2 separate regions of the Ovis aries genome follow, and region 2 is linked to region 1. Evidence: chromatin contacts called from public Hi-C data. All regions are on one chromosome and are shown on one strand. The core of a region is the stretch at or near the end of the contact, and the rest is flanking DNA. Distances in the headings are between cores, read along the strand shown. Region 1 overlaps PSMB7 (proteasome 20S subunit beta 7). Region 2 has its middle 100 kb from the start of NEK6.

Evidence for each region. A called contact is a pair of places that touch in the nucleus more often than the background predicts.
Region 2: a Hi-C map of liver shows a contact between it and region 1, with 4 times the contacts expected there. The contact joins two enhancer-like sites. A contact is called at or near these places in 3 of 16 Hi-C or Micro-C datasets (hypothalamus, liver and tail adipose tissue).

What each region holds. Positions count from the first base shown.
Region 1 is chr3:11,447,610-11,452,372 of ARS-UI_Ramb_v3.0, reverse strand. It overlaps PSMB7 (proteasome 20S subunit beta 7), which reads right to left. Exons shown (of 8, transcript XM_004005645.5): 6 at 1,759-1,817. Among named protein-coding and RNA genes, the nearest start is that of PSMB7, 26 kb to the right of the region's middle. Within about 2 kb of position 2,227, at least 2 of the 54 cell types and tissues checked have an H3K27ac peak or open chromatin away from gene starts, as enhancers often do. A contact at or near this core is called in liver, where this site is marked.
Region 2 is chr3:11,664,398-11,668,571 of ARS-UI_Ramb_v3.0, reverse strand. No RefSeq gene overlaps it. Among named protein-coding and RNA genes, the nearest start is that of NEK6, 100 kb to the right of the region's middle. Within about 2 kb of position 1,626, at least 5 of the 54 cell types and tissues checked have an H3K27ac peak or open chromatin away from gene starts, as enhancers often do. A contact at or near this core is called in liver, where this site is marked.

The DNA of each region.
Region 1 (4,763 bases), core at 978-3,477:
AAAGTCACTTTTAATATACTTCATGCTTTCAACTTTTTCTGCAATTTTCATTTTTCTTTACCATATGGAAGTCCCAATCAACTGGAAAAAGACACAGCTTTCAAGAACATTTGAAAAGATTAATGTGGTTTAAAGGAGGGCTTGATATTATCGAGGTGACTTTCTAAATGAAAATCATTAGAGTCTTTCTCCCTGTACCTGCACTAATTCTAACGGATTTGTGGAGACTTAGGAATTCCTCTCCTTTAGTTTGACGCCTAGGAGATCATTTTTCCTTTTTAAGTGAACGAGTATACCTTATTTTTCCTCTGTACTTAAGAACCCCAAACAGAAAATAATGCTGATACGGGAATAAATGTTCACACTGAGAAATGAGAAAGGAATTCTAATCTCATTTAGAGTTGATACCTAGATTGGTTTACTATTCTTGACTGGAGCAAGACTATTGTTTCTAGAACAAAATACCTAGCTGAATTCTATCTTTAATCACATGCTTTAATTCCTGCAGATATCCAAGGAAAGAAAGAAAACCAGCCATTAGTGACCACGTCACTTGTGTGTGCTCTCCTCAACACACCAAGGGTTTGGTTAGTGGCTTCTGGCAGGAGACCCTGTCCTGGCTGGGCAGCATCCACGGCCCTACATCCTCCGCTCTGCTGGCACGTGGCCCAAACCTGAGAGGAGAGCTCCAAGAACACTTAACACTGATGACAATGAGCTAGAGAAGGACAAAATTTTTTAAACATGCAATCTTCTCCAAAGATGATTAGGCAAAAAGCAGTGTTTTGTCAAGAAGGCAAAAAGTAACTCCCAGAAACACCCTCTGGTGTCTACACAAAACACTACTGCAAAAGCAGGAACAGCAGAAACCTACACATCAAGAAACAGGGTAAACCACTCGTAAAACAGCCCAATAACTGTCGAAAACAAGTTGATATTCTCCATGAAAAAATTTAACAGCTATCAAAAAACCAAGGGCAGATAATGAGGGTTGCATTCAGAACGTAACGTGGCTGCAAGCTGGCTCAGCAGCGAGGATAAAGCACTGCAGAGGAGTAATGTGGGACCACAAAGTAACCAAGCACATGGAACACTCCCTCAAAACTGACAGTGAAAGACCGGTGGTGTGTTCCTGGAGATCTGGGGGGTCTGCTGAGTCGGGGGTACATCTACCATTTAAGCAGGCACAGGTGGAATGTCATTCAGAACACCACCCTCCCCATTACCCAAGAAAATAAAAAGATCTCTTTAGATGTGAGACATGAGACACACCACGCTCCGAGAAGAGACCCTACATACAGGGGTAGGTATCCTCTGCCAAATGCAGAACACTCTAAGGGGTTTTTCAAACTGCCCCCATTTTCAGGCCAGGTGTGTGTGACAGGATGTACAGACATACATAGTTACTCTCAGTGAGAAAATCTGTTGTTTTGAGACATTGTGATAGTGCATAAGAAAACATCCTACACTGTCACACATTTAAAATCAAGAAGACGCCCAGACAGCCCAACGGCCAGCAGAAAAAACTCAACAGTGCAGCCTCCCCGAGGCTGAGGGAGGGCACGGCAGGGCCACTACAAACTGAAGCTTTCCCGAGTAACCAGTCTTCCGAGCAAACACAGTACCTGTGCCAAAGAGCATGCCAACTAACAGCAGCAGTACTATTCAAACTTTGGAGGAATCAGTGATCAATTCGTAAATGTCCAACATATGAGAAAGATTATCTAAAAGAGAACAGAACTGTAGGGACTTACACACCTCCATGTCTGGCCTAAATTTATCTTCAAACACGGCCATCGCTGCCAAGGAGCCCGAACCTATAGGAAAGAAAAGACGCATGTTTATTTAGCATATTTACCAACTCTCAGCTTCTCCCTCTCAAGTTTACTGTGGGGCAGCAAAAATGGCAAAACACACCCAATGTCACATTCAAGCACAGTATAAACATTAATATGACAGGGCCACAAAAATCAGGCAAACGCTGCTCTTCAAAAGCCTGGGGTCTCACTTACCACTATCTCAGGTAAACCTGCAACTGGCCCCACTTCTAACCTACTCACAGGAGTAACTGCAAATTATTCACAGTAAAGTCCTGAAGCAAGAAAATGAGGTTATGGATAATTTCTATTTGTTCAAAAAAGTGAATGCCACTTAACTTCATATATCCTGTGCTGTGACTCTTGTGTTTCACAACTGTGCCTTGGCAGGCTGCTGGGTATAGTGCTAAATACCAAGCCAGTTAGAAAGAAGAGATTGTTTTAATGAGCTGGCCCTGGCAGAGTCACCCTGACACACGGGGAAGAAACCACAGCACCAGCAACGGTAATAGGACTGCACGTTGCAGCCACCAGGTTATTCCAGCTACAGCTGTAAAACACTTTATTATGTGGCATTTATTTAGAGCTATTATTTTTAGTTTGTACTTTGAAGAGTAACAGCTGAGTAGACAATATGACAGACAAAGAAACAAAAATTTATTATCACAATAGCACATGGCTGAAAGGTTATGCTGCATAGATATTAACAGACAGCAAATTTCTCCCTACAAAAGCAGGATGTAAAGGCATTACAAATAAGGATGGGCTCCCTTTGAAGGGATGCAAAAGGCAGCTCAGCACCACTGGAAAATTTAAACTTGCTTTGTTCAGAAACCAGAGAATCTTTAGAAAACCATCATCTTGTCTTTACAGGGTTCTGGCAATATTTCAGGATACTCTACTTTTGGAGAGAGGATAGAGTTGCCCACAATTTTTTACTCCAATTAGAAGATTTTTTTGGCATTTATTACTTTTTAACTTGTTTTGCATAACACTATCTATTTAGCTGGGTCACAGAGAAAACCATATTTTCTATTTAAAATGATTTGTGTACACCGCTTGACCACCTCAATGGTTTAGCAAAGGAAAAAGGCAGCGATTAAACAGTTTCAAATGAGGTGTCCTGCTGATTTTATCAAGTCTGCTGAATGTATAATGAAAAAGGAGAAGCTGACAGCATTGCTGCATTGAGAAAATACAGACTAGCTTATCTGAACCATTTAAGGAGGTCCAATTATAGATCAAATTTAAAGGGTAGAAACAGCAGATTTACAGACACAAATCAATGAACATGGTAATCCCGATGAATATGACAGATGCTCCTGTTAGGGAATATTGCTGCGGTTGAGGATCATTACCTTCACAGCACCGGATACATCACATCTGAAGCAGTGGGAAGCGACGAGTGTAGACGGCATTACAGGCAATGACTATTCATTTAGGCTTTGGGAGCAAAAGGCAACCCCATTTCCCCTCTCACAATTTTTTTCTCCTCTTTTAAAGAAGAAAAAAAAAAAAAAAAAGAAACCTGAAGAGATATTAAAAGCCCTTTGGAAAGGAAACAGGAATTAAACAGATAGAAAACTAGTGCGCCCAAATAAAACTAGATATATCTACACAAACTGACCAAAATCCAGCTTTGGAATTTCATAGTATGTGTGTCCTGGAAAACCTGGAAACAGAGTCAAAGTCCACCAGTGCTTTAAGACGTACACATTTACTCTGAGTTTCAAGGATCGGGGGGAAAAGTAACCTAAGTTTCTGTTTTAAGGCATGAGTGAGAACCAATCTCGAACTCCACAGTAAAAAACAAGCTGGGGTTTCGTGTGGAAAACAAAGGACAACTATCACAAAGAAACAAGAAAACTGCAAATAAAGAAACCACAGGAAAAAAAATACTTCTTTCCCAGCCTGGTCCAAGAATATCTCTGCAAAGAGCCCAAGGATACACACACCAGAGGCCAGAAACACACGTTGGAAAAAGACAGGGGAAAGATGGCTATTTACTAACACATTTGTGGAAAACTATAATCAGTTACTGTAAAAGGAAAAACTCAACTGACCTTAAAGCCATCTTTCCCTAAAGGCCACAAGCTCTGTATTTTCTCCTGGGCCATCGTCTCTTTGACAGTTTCACAGTAAATTAATTTTACTCTTACTTTTCCTGAGCACATATATTTCCTTCTGCTTAGCTTCATCTAAAATTTTAAGACATGAAAAAACATTTCCCTCCCAATACAGTAATTCTTTCTTTATCGAAAGCTTTTTTTTCATGAGAAACAGTACTGAAGACAAAATTTCTCTAAGTGGAAATGCACACTAAACCTAAACTCATAGGAAAGAAAGTCTGTCAATGCAGTGGATGTGTCTCATATAACCAGAGACCGTGATGTTTAGAGCTGGAAGGTGTGGGAGAGGCGCATACAGAAGGGACACGGGGACCCTTACTGCGTGGTACCTCTGCTTCTCCACTGAGAGCACACTCCCCAACACACACCGGTGACACACACGTGCACAGAGCTGAGACATTTTCAGGAAAACAAGAGCTTGATAAACTGCCTGATGCTGTTTCCTCTGAGATCAAAGATAAGCAGACTCGAAATATATCTGAAAAGAAAGGGAAATTCAACACTAAAAACAATTTCTAAATCACTTACAAACTAGCTCCTGCTCCTAGCATTTTAGGAAAGGAGGACTTTGGCGCCCCCTTTTCAGAAACACACAGAAGTGTTAGGAAATGCAATGCACTGACTTGGTCAACAGGTTTCCAGGAAACTCTGAATGTGCGTCTGCTATGCAGAAGAAAGAAGACAATTTCAAATATGACTGCAATCACCCAAAATGGCAAGAGAACAACATGCAAATCCTCACATAAGCTCAAGGCAATGCATCCAGGGGAAGGAACTGGAAGGAGCTGGCCATTCAAAAGAAAAAAGATGGTAAACT
Region 2 (4,174 bases), core at 377-2,876, 220 kb before region 1:
AGCACAGGTGACTAATACACGGGACACAGGTTCCATTCTTTTAGTGGCAGGGTTATCCAGCAGAGGGAGATTTTGAGTTTTCCCAAAATCCCACATTGTGTGGAAGATGAGGTGAGAACTGCGGACTTGCCTGAGGGCTTCTGAGCCTCACTTTTCCCATCCGTATAATGGGAGGGTGCTGAGAGTGCTCCCTTCCTAGGGTTGTGGTATCCACGTGCAGCATGTAGGACAGTGTACGTATAGAAGTGAAGTTGCTGTTAACTTTCATGTATAACAAACTCCATCATGAGCATGCACTGCTTTTGATGATTTTTCTGAGAGGTTAAAAATTCAGAAAAACCCAAAGAGTAGTACAATAATCACTCATAATCACACGGCCTAGATTAACAACAAATAGCTTTTTGTCACATCTGGATAAATCTTTTTTAAAATTTTTATTTATTTAGTTGGCTGTGCCGGGTCTTGGTTGCAGCATGTGGGATCTTTAGCCTGTGGGATCTAATTCCCTGACCAGGGATTGAACCCAGGCCCCCTGCTATGGGAGTGTGGAGTCTTAGCCACTGGACCACTAGGGCTTGAAATCTTTTTAAAATTTGACAGCAATATATAAATATGTTCTCCCTTTGAGCAACTGGCCCAAACATTAGGATGAAGCCAGGATCCTCCTGACCACTCCCCAAGTCCCACTCTTCCCTCCCTCCCCTGGACACAGCAGGAGTGTGCTCTGCTTACCTCTGATGGCCTTTTTTCCCCCAGTGCCACTTAATGATGTCACTGCACAGTTAGCCCCACCTCCAGTGTCACCTGCAGAGTCTGCCCCATCGCCCCATGTCAAACCAACACATACCAATTGTGTGTAGCGAGGTTCACTCATTTATGGTGTCATCTGTGCACAGCCAGGCTCAGTGACGCATAAGCCCAGAGTCACCTGCCCACAAATCAGCCACAAACAGCCATTTGCGGTCCCAGACTCCATCCATTTGGGGCTTCCCTGATAGCTCAGACGGTTAAGAATCTGCCTGCAATGCGGGAGACCTGGGTTCAATCTCTGGGTGGAGAAGATGCGCTGGAGAAGGGAATGGCAACCCACTCCAGCATTCTTGCTGGAGTATTCCATGGACAGAGGAACCTGGCGGGCTACAGTCCACGAGGTCGCCAACGGTCGGACAGGACCAAGCGACTACCACACTCCGTCCACGGCGCCATGTGGTATGACATCACACACAATGTCACAGGACACGGGCGGGCCCCTCCCCCGGCGGAGCCCCGCCCACAGGACGCACTACACCCTGGGCGCGGCCGCCGGCCAGCCTGGGGCCTGGGTCCTCCCGGCTTGGAGGCCTGGACCCAGGCGCTGCCTCCATCAGCAGGACCACCATTCAGGCTCCATCTCAGTGAGCTGAGGAGGCCTCTGCGGAAGCGAGAGCGAATGCAGAGAAAAGGCTTTGTTCTTTGTGGGCAGGTCATTAAGGGGAGCTGGAGCCCCTCTGCCAGCCCCTCCCCTCCCACAAAGGAACAAAACAGCAGCTATTTTTAGATTCGTGTCAAACTCCCTCAGACCCTGGGGTGGGGAGTCCCGTGAGAGAGGCGTTTGTGAGGGCTCTAATGAGCGGCAGCAGCAGTACGGGGCTCTCCAGGCAGCTGGCCCCCATCTCCGCCAGGGGAGGAGCCAGCCCCGGATGTTCCTGAGACAAAGGGAGGCCCGAGACAATGGGAACAATGCCCGGGCTCCCGGGTGCCTGCTTGTGGGCGAGCGCTCCCCTGCTTGTGCGAGGAGGTCCCATGGGGCACAGCGCGTGGGCATGGGGGCGCTCCTTCCCTGGTTGAACCCACGGGGCACCTCACAGGCCCCGTTTCCCTGAGGAGGCTGCCTGGGATGAGGGGCTCTTGTGCCTGACAGCGCCTGTGCTCTTGCTGCTACACAGACATCATGTGATGGGCAGTTTGGGGGTCATCCAGTTAAGAAAGCATCCCAGCTCTGAACCCTTAGAGCTGTGTGGCTTTGGGCCTCAAGTTCCTCACCTGTAAAATGGGAACGATCATTCTCACCTCCCGGGAGTGTTGTGAGGAGTCCAGGACACATAAATAGGTTCTCAGCAGGCTGAGTTGTGAGCTCCTCGCAGAGCAAGGGCCTCATCTACAACACGGCTGGAGAGCCCAAGACGCTGCCTGACACACAGTAGGTGATTAGGAAACTTTGTTGAAGAGGTTACTAAAGGGTCCTTAATAGCCTTCCGCCCTACGGGCTTGACCCAGCTTGGGTCACCCTCTTTCCAAGACTTGCCCCCAGGGCGCTTCCTCTTGCAAAGAAATTTGCCCTCTAAGACCAAGTCCCCATCAGCGGGTGTCACCTCCCGGGCTGGGAGCCCTATATTGCAATGACAGCCCCTGGCCACCAGGGGGCGCAGTCTCTTAACGTTTCCACACCAGCCTTGAGTCCTTTCCACCACCACTTAGCCTGGAGGGCTGGAGATGGTACCCCTCGCCGAATGGGGTATCTGTCCACCTACTCAGCCAGAGATCTCGGGGCCATCCTCCTAAAACGCTGTGGATGAACAGCATTACAACCAAGACTGTCATCTTGCAATGGTTAGAAAGAAGCACTGTTCAGGTCTGACCTGCTTCTCCCGCATTGCAATGTCCTGCCCTCACAGATTATGGTGACCCATTGCTGCCCCAGGCTTACCCCACCAGACTTCAGGATTCCCTGTTCTGTACCCTCCCTTCCAGCCAGAGAAGCCCAGACCGTCAGAGCCAGAAGGTCCTCAAGTTGATCTGAGTGTCTCCCGCTCCATTTTACAGACGGGAAAACTAAGGTCCACAGAATAGACCTCAGGAATACACAGTGAGGAGGTAACTGGACCAAGACCCAAACCTGGGCTCTCTTTTTCAGCTTGTGCTATCTTATGCACGAGCTGTTTCACTGTTGTTCTGTTGTTCTTTAATTGTAAGTCGTGTCCAACTCTCTGGTGACTCTGTGGACTATAGCCTGCCAGGCTCCTCTGTCCATGGAATTTTCCAGGCAAGAATACTGGAGTGGGTTGCCATTTCCTTCTCCAGGGAATCTTCTCAACCTAGGGATCAAACCCTCGTGTCCTGCATTGGCAGGTGGATTCTTTACCACTGAGCCACCTGGGAAGTCCCACTGTTGTTCTAGGGGAAGGATAAAAGGGGAAAGAACATTTTCAAGGACTTCTTATTCTGTTCTAGATCTTTGCCTGGATCTGTACCTGAATTATTTGGTTGAATCCTCTACCACCCCTTTGAATAAGGAGTTATCTCCATTTATGAATGAGGAAAGTGAGGTCTGGTGAGGTTGCCTGAAGTTTCACAGCTAAGAAATAGCAGCACTCATATTTGTCCCTGGAGCTGCCTGATTCCCAAATCCACATTCTTTCTGTTCCATTAGGTTAAACTGTATAAAATTGCCATTCCCAGAGGTCAAAGTTTTCAAAATACTTGGTGTTATATGTTTAAGCTTAATACTATGCCAAAGGGACTCTCTTATCCTACAGGAAGGGGCCATTAATTGGAATATTCTAGTGGCAGGGGTGGGAAGAAGGGGGGAAGATTTCTTTAAGAGTAAAACACCCTGAGGAGATGACTATTGTGGGAGAGATTATTCCCTGCCCCCCAAAGCACAGATAAGGATCCTGGAATGGCTGTTGGCTCTAGAGGCTCCAGTTCATGAACTTCTGACCACAGAGGGGTCCTGCATCTTGGGCAGGAGGAGAATTGGAGGAGGGTCTTGAGGGGAGATGTGGCCTCTCTGGCTATGTCAGGGAGGCCCCTTGGAAGAGAGACAAACCTACATGATATAAATTTAAGATGTCACATAATGCCACAGAATATCGTGGTGAGAATGCTGCAGAGTGCTGTTGAATGTCAAGGAATGTCGTAAAATGCTCTGGAATGTCAAAGAATGTCACAGGATATCGTGAATTCTTGTAAATGTCATAAACTGTTGTAAATGTCAGAAGATGTCACAGAATGCTGTAGATGGTTGTAAATGTCATTGGATGTCAAGGACCACCTTCCAATGTCATCACAGAATGCTGTAGATGGCTGTAAATGTCATGGAATGACTTAGAACGTCATCCTGGATCTCCTAGACCGTGGTAGGCTGTTACAGAATGTCAGCATCACAGAATGTCATGGAAAGTTCCAGTCAGTT